Linked DNA regions of Callithrix jacchus: region 2 is linked to region 1. The links are chromatin contacts, called in public Hi-C maps. All regions are on one chromosome and are shown on one strand. Each heading gives the region's core, a stretch centred on a gene start, on an enhancer-like site or on the middle of the called end of the contact. The rest is flanking DNA. Distances are from core to core; before and after follow the strand shown.

Region 1 (6,337 bases), core at 4-2,503:
GCATAAAATGTAAGACAGGCTAGTAATTGATCCAAAGGAGAAATTCTTAAGGCCAGAACCTAGGAGTCAGTTAATATTGTAATAAATGTTTTAGACAACATCCGTATAGAACAACTATAGGTCCACTCCATCCAAGTGCAACGCTGAAGGGACGTATTGATTACATAGACCAGAATATTGGCAAAAAGCTGGTAAATCCTGCAGGGTGCCATCAGACCACGTGCACAAACAAATACAGCTAGAGAGAGGAGGAGCTTGGTTGAATTTCTGCCTTGACTGGTCTGAGGACTCCAGAGGCGAGGCGAATTTGCTGACAGTTCTACCCCATCCCACATGGCGTCAGCTTCCGTTCCATTCTCACGGTCTGTGGTCCATGGCTCCAACCTGGGCCTCTGCTAGGCTGTGTCCTGTGGCACCTTAAACTCAGGCAAATTCAAAACTGTTCGAGGACTCTGCTTAGCCCCCAACTAACCCTCCTCCATCCAAGTCATTGTCCAAGCCAGAAACAGGAGTCATCTCAGATACCTTCCCCACCCTCACCCCAACATGCAGTCGCTCGATTCTGTTCACTTCCCAAGTGTCTCAGTTCACTCTTCTCAGTTCCTCCTTCCACTGGTTTAGTTTAGGCCCCTCCGTTCTCACCTGGACCATCGCGGTAGCCTCGGAGCTTCTGACCGTGTCTCCAGTGGCAGCCCCTACACGCCCTCCTCCTCGCAGGAGCACAGCGATCTTTCTAAGGCGCGAATCAAATCCTTCCACGAGTTCCCACACCAGGATCGAAGGCCAAGCTCTCAGTTAGAAGCTAGGCTGCCGACGTGGGGAGTGGGAATGGAAAAGTGCATCAGGGGCACGAGAGGTATTCGGATGAGGGAAGTCTCGTATCGGGCGCCAAGACCTTGGAGTGTTTTTGAGCTGGGGAGGAAAAAGGTTTTCACGTGGTCAAGGGGACCCTATCAGTGAAACCGGCCCTGGGGAGGCTGGATGAGTGCGGGGCGAGCCCAGGCAGAGGGCGGGGTCCCGAGGCCGACAGGCGCTGCAGTATCGTGGGTGGAGAGTCAGCCAGGGGAGGGGGAGGTGGGGCCCGGCGTCCCGCAGCCTCGGGGGACCGAGCCAGGCGACCGGAGGCCTCCGGGGCGGGGCCTTGAGAACTGGGGCGGGGCCCCGGGAGGCTGGCGGCCTCCGGGCGGCAGGGGGCGGCCTCTCCCACGGCGGCTGCTCTCGGTCTCCCGCTCCGCATCTTTCGGGCATATAGTGACCTCGGGCGGCGGGTCGCGTCAGCCGGGCATGGCGGCATGGAGCCCAGCTGCGGCAGCGCCTCTGCTCCGCGGGATACGCGGGGTGAGCGCGGGCTGGGTCGGGGCTGCTCTCCCCGGGACGGGAGCTGCGGAGGGACCGTGGGGCCGGCAGCTGTCGGGGCTTGAGGGGCGCGCATGGCACCGGCCACTGGGGGCCTCCTCTTCCTTTCTCTCATTCATTCATTCATTCATTCATTCACTCAGCGAGTTCGGCATTCGAAATTTCAAGCTCCGGAGCGCTCTGGGGGAGCTCCCGAGCTGGGTGGAGTTTGGAGGTCAGGCGGACAGACACATAAACAGTCATAATACAGCGGGCACAAGGGAAAAAAAAAGATGATTTGCGGAGCGGAAGAGAGAAGTCATAGCCGAGGTCAAGGCGTGGGTGCAGGGGACTGCAGTGGAGCCGGGGCCTTGGGAAGGTCGACTGGGCCTCTGACCTTGATCCTATCCAGATCCCACACTACCGGAGCAGAACCCAAGCTGGGGACACTTACCACGCGCTCTCCTAATTACTCCCACTTTCTGATTCATCCTTTGCTTCAGTTCATACACTTCTCTTTCTTTTCATTTTCCATCTCCCCTGGACCTATACCTGCCTCGCCCGTGCATGAAGAGTTCTTCCACTGTGGTGACTTTGAGCTTGGTCAGTGATGATCTGGGTTGTCAGTTGATTATTCCACTAAAGGCCGCTGACCACAGATCTGAAAAGATGAAAGAAAGACTTCTCCCAAGGATTCTGCAACACTGACCACTCTCACCCCTTAGTGGCTGCTGATTCTGTCTGCCATCTGGTTACTCTTTGCCTTTTCCCCCAAGATTCTGCCCCCAGAAGCAGCTCCACCCCACCCTCACCCCCAGCAATCCTGTCCAGTCTCTCAACATTGAGTTTCTGTCCCTCCATACAGCAGGCAGACAATCACACCCTGGACCTTTCTCCTGACCTGTGTTTCAACTGCCTGTCAGACTTCTCTGCTGGGGCCCAGTAGTAGAACTGTCCCTAACTGAGTAGTTCTTCCCCTGCTCATTCATTCATCTATCCAACACCAAGTGCCTCCCCTGGGGTCAGCTCTGGGATGCTGCCCTACTCAGTTCTGGTCTGTAAGACCAGTGGTGAGAGAGCCAGTGCACAGCTCGTTTTAAAGGAGTTGCTCTGAGTTCTGTGACACAGGACCTTGCTCTGAGCTATCAGGAAGGACTGAGGGTTAGAGGGGTGGGAACATCAGCACCAGCATCCATGAATGGCCCTAGTGTCCTCCCACCTGTCATCCATGTCTAGTCAGGGACCAGCACCCAGTACTTCCTCCATTGTAATGCCTCTTCCTGACTCGCTCCAGAAGGCACTGTTTCCTGCAGGTTACTTTGGTACCATGAGCCTGGGTTCCATCACCTGGAGCCACATCATCTGTCTGACACAGTCCACAATCTTTAGCCTGGCATTCAAGACCTGCTATACTCCATTCCCAGTCTGCCTTTTCAGCATGAGCTCAGCCCAGCCAACTGACTGCCAACCAGTTTTCTGTTCCTTTACTCCTAAATGTTGACATGTTCCATTAGAAACAGGCTCCCTGGGTTGGGCGCGGTAGCTCACGCCTATAATCCCAGCACTTTGGGAGGTCGAGGTGGGTGGGTCACCTGAGGTTAGGGGTTTGAGACCAGCCTGGCCAACATGTGAAACCTCATCTTTACCAAAAATACAAAATTTGCCGAGCGTGGTGGCAGGCACCTGTAATCCCAGCTACTCAGGAGGCTGGGGCAGGAGAATAACTTGAACCCAGGAGGCAGAGGTTGCAGTGAGCCAAGACTGTGCCACTGCACTCTAGCCTGGGTAACAGAGCAAAACTCTTGTCTCAGAAAAAAAAAGAAAAAAAGGAAACACAGACTCCCTGTGGCAGCCACTGGGGAAGGGGTGTTGATGCCAGTGGTAAACAACCTACAGATCCTCCTTGTTCCTTCTTCAGGTCCTTTCATAGAATTCTGATGCTGCTCCTCAGTGAGAAGGAGCACATGATGAAGGATAGCTGGCTTATTGAGCATTGGGTTGTGAGGTCACATCCCACTGGGGAGAGTGAGACATGTTAATCAGGCCTAAAGTGGGGGTGTGGAATTTGGCCTCACCATCGGGGGCGATGGATGCCAGATGGCCTAGTGGGATGGATCTGAGGCAGGCTGTCCAGCTTCTCATCTTCTTAACCAGTTCAACCTTGGGTACATTACTGTGTGCCTCAGTTTCCTTACCTATAAAACTATCAGCATAATAGTATCACATGACATTATGAGGAATCAAGCATCTCTTGAATTAGGTTTGGGACTTCTTGTCTCTGGAGTCAAATTGAGTTATTAACAGTCATCCTAGGCTGGGCGTGGTGGCTCACGCCAGTAATCCCAACACTTTGGGAGGCAGAGGCGGGTGGATTACAAGGTCAGGAGTTCAAGGCCAGCCTGACCAACATGATGAAACATGGTCTCTACTAAAAATACAAAAATTAGCTGGGCGTGGTGGTGTGTGCCTGTAATCCCAGCTACTCAGGAGGCTGAAGCAGGAGAATCGCTTGAACCTGGGAGGTGGAGGTTGCAGTGAGCCGAGATTGGGCCACGGCACTCCAGCCTCAGCAACAGAGTGAGACTCCATCTCAAAAAAAAAAAAATCATCCTCTCCCTGTCATTAAAAGGTTATTCTGTGTTCTGGAGGGCTTACATGGACTCCTAATACTGCAGAGCCCCTCTGAATTAACCCGTGACAGTGCTGGCGAGGGCTCAGGGGCCTGCCTTACAGGGGAATGGTAGACAGGGGCCTGCACAGTGGCCCAGCTCGGGGGCAGCAGCATCTCCCTCTGCCCTGACCCTCCTCTCTGTTTTGTGGCAGCTTCCACTTCACTGTGTCCATCGGATGTTTGCCTCCCAGACTGAAGGGGAGCTCAGAGTGACCCAAATTCTCAAAGAAAAGTTTCCTCAAGCTACAGCTATCAAAGTCACTGACATTTCAGGTAAGGTTTTCTCTCATCCTTCCCACAGCACTTTGATAAGATATTGCCCTTTGGAAGGACAGAGGGCTAGGGGCTTGGAGGAGGGGACTTACTGCTGGTGAGTAGCTTCTCAAGATATGTTGCTGCTGGACAGATGGAGCTCGGCCACCCCCACCTGTTGATGGCAGTCAGGATTCAGAAACATCAGAGGGAAATTGAGGACAAGGCACAGCTGGGAGGACTCAAGGTTGCCAGCTTGGCTCAGCTCAGACAAAGTCCCTCTCAGTCATCCCAAAGCTCAGGTTCACAGTCTGTCATTTGACTTTAATAGGTTTTCCTTTAATTTTCCCCCATTCTGCTGACACCCTAGGATGTCAGAGCTGGAGTAGACCCCAGAAGGGTTTTGTGCAACTGCCTCATTTTCCCCAAGAGGAAACAAGCCCAGAGAGGCCAAAGGACCTGCCCAGCTCCTCATAGGGAAGAGATAGTAGAACTGAAACCAGAACCAGGACTCAGGGCAGACTCTGCCCTAAGCCCAGTTACCAGCCCCAGCCAGGCTCTGTCCTTCTCAGGCAGCCACTGGCACCTAGAAGTTCAGGCTGGCAGTGTGGAGAAGCAACTTCTGCACCCACAGGATGGGAAAGATAGGCCCTTTATACACACACACACACGCACATACACAGAATGGTACATGGTGTGGGCCGCTGGATAGGCATCAGCCTGAATCTCTCCATACCCAGAGGCAGCCTTTGCCACTCAGCATTGCCACAAGGGCTCACTGACTTTACTGAGAACATAACATTTCCAAGGATTGGGGAGAAAGTTTAGAAAGTAGATTTTATTCTGGAAGTTACAGGAAATAAATCAAACTAAAAATTTGCTGGGGGTTGGGCATGGTGGCTCACACTTGTAATCCCAGCACTTTGGGAGGCCAAGGCAGGTGGATCACAAGGTTAGGAGTTCAAGACCAGCCTGGCCAAGATGGTGAAACCCCGTCTCTACTGAAAATACAAAAATTAACCGGGTGTGGTGGTGTGCACCTATAGTCCCAGCTGCTTGGGAGGCTTAGGGAAGACAATTGCTTGAACCCAGGAGGCGGAAGTTACAGTGAGCCAAGATTGCGCCACTGCCCGCCAGCCTGGGTGACAGTAACACTGTCTCAAAAAAAAAAAAGAAAAGATCTGCTGGGGCCAGTGGCTCATGCCTGAATTCCAGCACTTTGGGAGACCGACGCAGGAGGATCACCTGAGGTCAGGAGTTCGAGACCAGCCTGGCCAACATGGTGAAAACCTGTCTCTACTAAAAATACAAAAAAAATTTAGCCAGGTGTGGTGGTAAGTACCTGTAATCCCAGCTACTTGGGAAGCTGAGGCAGGAACATCGTTTGAACGTGGGAGGCAGAAGTTGCAGTGAGCCACAATCGCACCACTGCACTCCAGCCTAGGCAACAAGAGTGAAACGCCATCTCAAAAAAACAAAAAAAAGATCTACTGGAATGGTACATCAGGTGAGGGCTCTGCAGAGGTCCCGGGGCAATGCTGAGGCCTTGATGTTACCAGGTCCTGAACTTGCCCCAAGCTCTGGCTCTGTGCAGTCCTAGACAGAGTGCAGAAGGTGAGGCTGAGAAGCTGGGTTTGACCAAAACTTGGGCTCCTAGAGCACATTATAAGAGAAGCAGAACAAAGCCTATTGAGTACATTGCACCTGTCATGCAACAGCCTGGCCGAGTTAATAGTGCAGAGGCCATTTTCTTGCCCATGTTATTTCATGCTAGAGCTGTGCATTTATTGTCAGTCGTCAGCACTAGCTCTCTAGCCAGGTGGAGGCAAAGCTCAGGCAGGGGGTGGATGGCTCACCAAGCTCTGCCTCGAGGGCTTCACCAAAAAGCTCTCCCCTAAAACCCAGGATGATGCATTGTGGACTCTGCAGTGCCAGAGACATCCCCAAGCAGCTCAATGCATGACATGTTGCTATGTCCCGGCTCTGGAGCTCCCCTGCTTCTTTTTTTTTTTGGAGACAGGGTCTTACTTTGTTGCCCAGGCTGGAGGGCAGTGGTTCGATCTCGGCTCACTACAGCCT
Region 2 (6,070 bases), core at 1,235-3,734, 310 kb after region 1:
GAAGTGAGGAATTTTGGCTCTGCTAGACCCCAACAATATTTCTATGATTGGCTGCTTTAGTAGAAAGAGGACAGTAAAAGCATTCATCAGTACATAACATGTCTAGTTTAACCACCAACTCTTTTGTCTAACAGCTGGGCTATGTGGGCATAGGCCAAAGAGCTAAATCTCTTACTCATAAATTACTGAGTCATGAAAATAACACCTTCAGCACTCATGTCTTTGAATGGCAAGGACAGCCAATATGTAGGAGTCGCCGGCAAAAATGATTAATGCTGATGATATTGTGAAGTTCTGTAGTTTTAGCAATTTTGAGCTGAATAAGCGAGGCACCCGTCACCAGAAAGGAAAAAGGAAACTGTAGGTGTCTTACGTGATATACTTGTTATAGAGGATGAAGGCATGTTCAATGTTGCCTTCCTCAGAGTAAATGGATGCCATTCGGATAATCTCAACTCCAGAGCGGAAGTACCGACGGGGTGGAATATCTTCATTCACCTCTACCGCACTACCCAGCTGGGAGAGAGCCCTCACCCGGTCTTCGGGCGGGAGGCTCACATCTCCATGGTCAGACATCAGGACTAAGTTCTGAGACAGAAAAAACAGATGGCATCAATACCATTTCCCCCATCATCCCAGCAGTGTCTTATAGTTTATCTCACAGACCTCTACCTTAATAAGAAAATATAAGAGAAACATACCCAATGCTGTGGCTCCTATTAAATAAAGACTTTCTTACAAGAAGACTGAGACTCTCACCCAAATCACAATGATGAAAGGACTGGCAGACTCGAAAACGTACAATCCCTGTCCCATAATTAGGTGGTATAAATAGTATAACCACAGTGGGTCAACTAAAGGTTCAGTTCAAGTTAATCAAATTCCTTTTCATTAGGTGGCTCCGCCCATAATGAGTAGGAGCAGTATCTTTCATTTTCTATTATTTCTCCTTCCAGACACCCACATACCTCCACCCCAGTACCTGGCAGAGTGCACTCAGTGAACTTTCATGAGGATTGTTAATTGACTTCAAGGTTGACCATTTTTATTTAATCTGAGAGTGACATTTTCTGTGGTATACTTTTTCATATTTGAGCACAAGGTGAGTTAGGGGAACTGGTCTGGGAATTAATGCTCACAATCATAACTCTGCTCACTAAACCACTACAGTCAATCTATAAAATCATCCATTCATCATGGCAAGGAATTTGGATCTTGAAAACAACCATTTATTCATCTTCATAGACTAAGCATTCTTTGAATAACAAAAGGGCACGATGTAACTTGGATTGCAAAAACCAACCAACCAACTCAGCAGATTTCCCTCTTGGGGTCCAAAGACTCCAGCAATTCTTGTCTTTCTAGGTATAGTTGCTGTTAGAATCAGATTCCAGATTCCAACCAGATATCACCACTATCATCTCCAAAACAAATCTGTGCAATTGATACACAATGCATTACAGCAAACCCTAATCAGCATGCTCTAGAATATACAAGCTACAGTAAAATTAATCTTGGAATTTAAGGCCCTGTGGCAACGGGCCCTCCCCAGCAGAGATCTTTTGCTTCAGTCAGGACTCCAATCGGCCCAGGCATCCTTACATTTCAGTTTCATTTGTCTATCTACTGTTTTTCTTTTCTGCTACAACTCTTCCTTCAGGGGCAATCTTAGCCAATTCCATCTTTAGGTCTCTTCAATATTCGGGTCACAATGCCTCCACAAAGCTTCCCCTCTAAAACACCCTCACTAATAGTACAAAAGCCGTGAGGACTACTAGGGATGCAGAGACAGTCCATCTCTCAAGAGGCCTCTTTAGGGATTCAGAAAGCCGCAAGCATATCTAAAACCTCCCCAGGTTGCCTAATTAGTAAACCTACTCCACAGCCCATTTAAGTTAACTAAAACAGAGGATGGTCGTTGCATCTCAGTACCTCTTGGGAGAGGTTCTTGTGGGTTAAGAAAGGAACCACCTCCCGAGGCCAGGAAGCGGCGCCGGGTACCAACGGGTTGAGCAATTCCAAAAGCGGGATGCAGCATCTGCAAATGAGGGGGAAGGGCGGCGTAAAGGACCGAGGGGAAAATACGAGGAGGAGAAAGGAAGTAGCAGGTATGAGCGGAGGGGGCGTATACAGTCGGAAGGGCTCCACTGACAACTGCCTGAGGAGCACTTCTTGAAGGCACTCAGGACCAAGTTGCCAACCCCGGGCACAATCATTCAGGGTTTTCAGGATCGTTCAAACGCAGCAGGCGGGGAAACGCTGGGCCTGGCTGGTCAGGCGCCAGCCCGCGGAGACCGAAGCCGTCGGGTGCCTCGAGCGAGGCAAGCCGCGCAGGGGACTCGGGGAAAGAAGGCTGCAGGCCCCACACTCACGGCAGCCGTTCCCCTTCAGAGTCCGACCACAATCAGAGCCCCTGCCCCACCACGTTCCCGGGACCCTTCCCCACCTTTCCCCGCAGATGACACTCGGAGCTTCCGGAAACGTCACATCCGGCGCCCGCTCCGCCCACTCCCTCCCGTCGGTTTATTACTCTCTCAAGGATTTAGGACTTGGGATGGAGAGCTAGTTGGTGGGGCGTGAATCACCTGCTGAAAATCTGACCAATGAGGAGCGAACAATGCATCGGCCATCTTGGTAAAGGGAAAAGGAACAGGGAAGAAGACGGAACCAATGACCAAGCTAAGGTTTGGTTTTAAAATTATTTTGATTTGGGTTAGCCCCTCATCACGCTCACAGTACTCCTGCTTTTAAGTAGGGATTGCTGATCCCAGTACACCTGCGTACTTAGCTAAACCAGGATTTATAAATTGGGGGACCGGAAGTCTTTCGAATGTATTTTTCAGCTTGCGTTACATTCTACACAAAATTGGTAGTCTTAGATATTAGGCAATAGTTGTTACTGCTTAGAAAAGAAGATGAGTCTAACTTTTTTTTTTTGGTAAGACAAGGTCTTGCAGGGTCACCCAGGCCAGCACAGGAGTGCAGTGGTGTGATCAAAGCTCACTGTGGTCTCCAACTTCTGGACTCAAGCAATCTTCCTGCTTCTGCCTCCCAGCGTACTGGGATTACTGGTGTGTGCCACTGCACCGGGCTGAGACTAACTTTTTAATGTCAAAAAAACTATAAAATATTTGAAAAAAAAGGGTTTAATCTCTAAGAGCCACTATGCAAAAGCAGTGGAGACACAAAGAACTGTGTGACAGTTCCTGTGCTGAGACCGGACAAGGTGGTTTTATGCATCAAATACAGAGTGGCACGTTCTGCATTTAGATGTGTGTCTGTATGAATCCATACACACTCTCTTTCCAAAAAGGTCCTGCAAGCTTGCTAGTCATTCTGCCTCAGGAGACTTTGTGAAACGTTATGCTTTGGTTTAAAAGTCAAAGTCTCTGGGGACACTTTCCCCAAATTTGGGAGCCTTCCTGTGAGTTAGTTAATGTGATGACATGACCTGTTCTTCCAGGTCTAGCTTAAAGCCCTAGTTCAGATGTTGCCTCCTCCACCTAGCCAGCCTTCAGATCTCTCATTTCTCCCAAACTCTGTTGTGTATATTTTTGTTGGAGTTACCTGAAGTGATTCTATGTAGTCATCAACTTTTCAGACTAGGGTTTGAAAGTACTTAATTGCATCATCACCTCCCCTTCTGCCCCCGGCAAGCATTAATGTACATGGGTCTACTATTGACTCTCATGGATCTACTGCAGATAAATCTGGGAAGATAATTGTAGAGAATGCTCTACCCTATCTTCAAAGCTCTCTCTACTGACTCTTTTCAGAATGTACACATAATGGGTTGAGCCTAAAGAAACTGATGCACTGGAGATGCTGGTCATAGGGTGGGCATATAGTGTAGATAGGGTTCTGGCAGGAGGCAACACAGGCCAAAATCCAATGCATTCAACCTCTCAGTCAGTAAATGTTTACTGAGTGTCTACTATGTTCCAGGTTCTGTTTTAGGTGTTAGGGATACATGAGCAAACAAATCTAGCAGATGGATACTCTTACGGTGGAAGTACACGCAGAAGTAGAACTGGTGGGCAGGAAACATAGGCATCTACTCCCATTGAGCACAATCTCTGAAGTAGTTCTTTTTTTTTTATGTTTAGTTTAACAGGTAAAGAGAATTTACAAACATCCTAGATTTTAAGATTATGGTGAGAAGACTTTAAGAAGCTATAACTGAGACACACATATAAAAGGGATATGCATAAACAGTCAGCGCCAGCCACATAGAGGCTGTTCCTGATATCAGAAAGTTAATATGCACAGTTGCTAGCAGTTCTTAAGGCAATGGCTAAGTGGAGGATCTAGTCATTTTAGGGAGAGAATTTGTAAATGTTGACTATATTTTTTATATGTGGGGCAAAGTTCAATACTCAGCTTTCTAGGGACCCGAAACAACGAGGAAATCTTAGCCAGGGTGAAAGTTTTACATTCCTCATTTCTTGTTTAACTGGAAAAGTTTAAAACTAAACAATTTTGTACACACAATCAGGAAATCAGAGCTGTAAAAGGTTCTTGGCATAACTGAGGAGAATATCCTACCTACCCCTGCCCTAAAGATTGGAGGCTAAGCATGGAAGGTATTCTTTCAGTAAATAGGCTTCAGCAGCTTACTTGGTAGACTAAGACCAAGTTAGGAATTGAGATACTCTTTCCTTCTGGTGTCCACACCTGGCCGTGAACACTTTTCCTGAATATAGCAGCCCCCATCTGGCCTCTTGCATATGCCAATGTCAGATCTCCTGCACTCCTGCATGCTCATTCCTACCTGCTCATTTTCGGGCAGCAGCAAAAGATGCCTAGAATGTGAAGTTCTTAATCTGATATGTAACATCATGGTTTAGAAAACACAGGCCTGAACCAGGTGTGCTGGCTCATGCCTATAATCCCAGCACTTCGGGAAGCTGAGACAGAAAGAGCACTTAAGCCCAGGAGTTTGAGGATATAGCGAGCTATGATTGCACCACTGCCCTCCAGCCTGGGCAACAGAGTGAGACCGTCTCTCAAAAAACAAAACAAAACAAAAAACCCAGGAGGATCACTGGAGCCCAGGAGTTTAAGGCTGTGGTGTGCTATGGTCTCAACTGTGAAAAGCCACTGCATGCCAGCCTGGGCAACATTGTAAGACCCCTATCACTAAAAAGCGAAAAGAATAAAAGGAGGTCGGGCGCGGTGGCTCACGCCTATAATCCCAGCACTTTGGGAGGCCGAGGGGGGTGGATCACAAGGTCAAGAGATCGAGACCATCCTGGTCAACATGGTGAAATCCCGTCTCTACTAAAAATACAAAAAAATTAGCTGGGCATGGTGGCACGCGCCTGGAGTCCCACCTACTCGAGAGGCTGAGGCAGGAGAATTGCTTGAACCCAGGAGGCAGAGGTTGCGGTGAGCCGAGATCCCGCCATTGCACTCCAGTCTGGGTAACAACAGCGAAACTCCGTCTCAAAAAAAATAAATAAATAAAAGGAAAAGAAAAACACAGACCCAGAGCAGCTTTGGAGGGGCATAGGAGGTAAAAACAAGGAAGACTCCTGACTTCAGGTGTATTTCACTTGCATAGTTGGTACTCTTGTGTTAAGTGGCATACCTAGAGGGACAATTGCTTTAAGTACAGGAGGGCATTCATTCTTACTTACTATAATGCATTCTTACAACAGCAGCTAATTATTATTATTATTATTTTTTTTTTTTTGAGATGGAGTCTTGCTCTGTCACCCAGGCTAGAGTGTGGTGTGGTGCAATCTTGGCTGCAACCTCTGCCTCCCGGGTTCAAGCAATTCTCCCTTCTTCAGCTTCCTGAGTAGCTGGGATTACAGGCACCCACCACCACACCTGGCTAAATTTTGTATTTTTTTTTTTTTTTAGTAGAGATGGGATTTTGCCATGTTGGCCATGCTGGTCTTCACCTCCTGACTGCAGGTGATCCACCCACCTCAGCCTCCCGAAGTGCTTGGATTGCAAGCGTGAGCCACCACACCTGGCCACTAATGGTCTTTTTAAAGCAAAAATCAGATTCCATCACTTCTGGGCTTAAAACTCGTAACTGAAGTCCCATGGCACTTAGAAT

Evidence for each region. A called contact is a pair of places that touch in the nucleus more often than the background predicts.
Region 2: a Hi-C map of skeletal muscle shows a contact between it and region 1, with 7 times the contacts expected there. The contact joins the promoter of STAMBP here to the promoter of BOLA3 in region 1. A contact is called at or near these places in 3 of 3 Hi-C or Micro-C datasets (induced pluripotent stem cells and skeletal muscle).

What each region holds. Positions count from the first base shown.
Region 1 is chr14:39,046,300-39,052,636 of calJac240_pri, forward strand. It overlaps BOLA3 (bolA family member 3), which reads left to right and starts at 1,254. Exons shown (of 3, transcript XM_017964230.4): 1 at 1,254-1,338; 2 at 4,159-4,279. The coding sequence starts at 1,285. LOC128929602 (a long non-coding RNA gene) reads right to left here and starts at 1,142. Exons shown (of 2, transcript XR_008476267.2): 1 at 643-1,142.
Region 2 is chr14:39,353,042-39,359,111 of calJac240_pri, forward strand. STAMBP (STAM binding protein) reads right to left here and starts at 2,485. Exons shown (of 9, transcript XM_078349048.1): 1 at 2,447-2,485. It also overlaps a transcript of LOC103787882 not described here.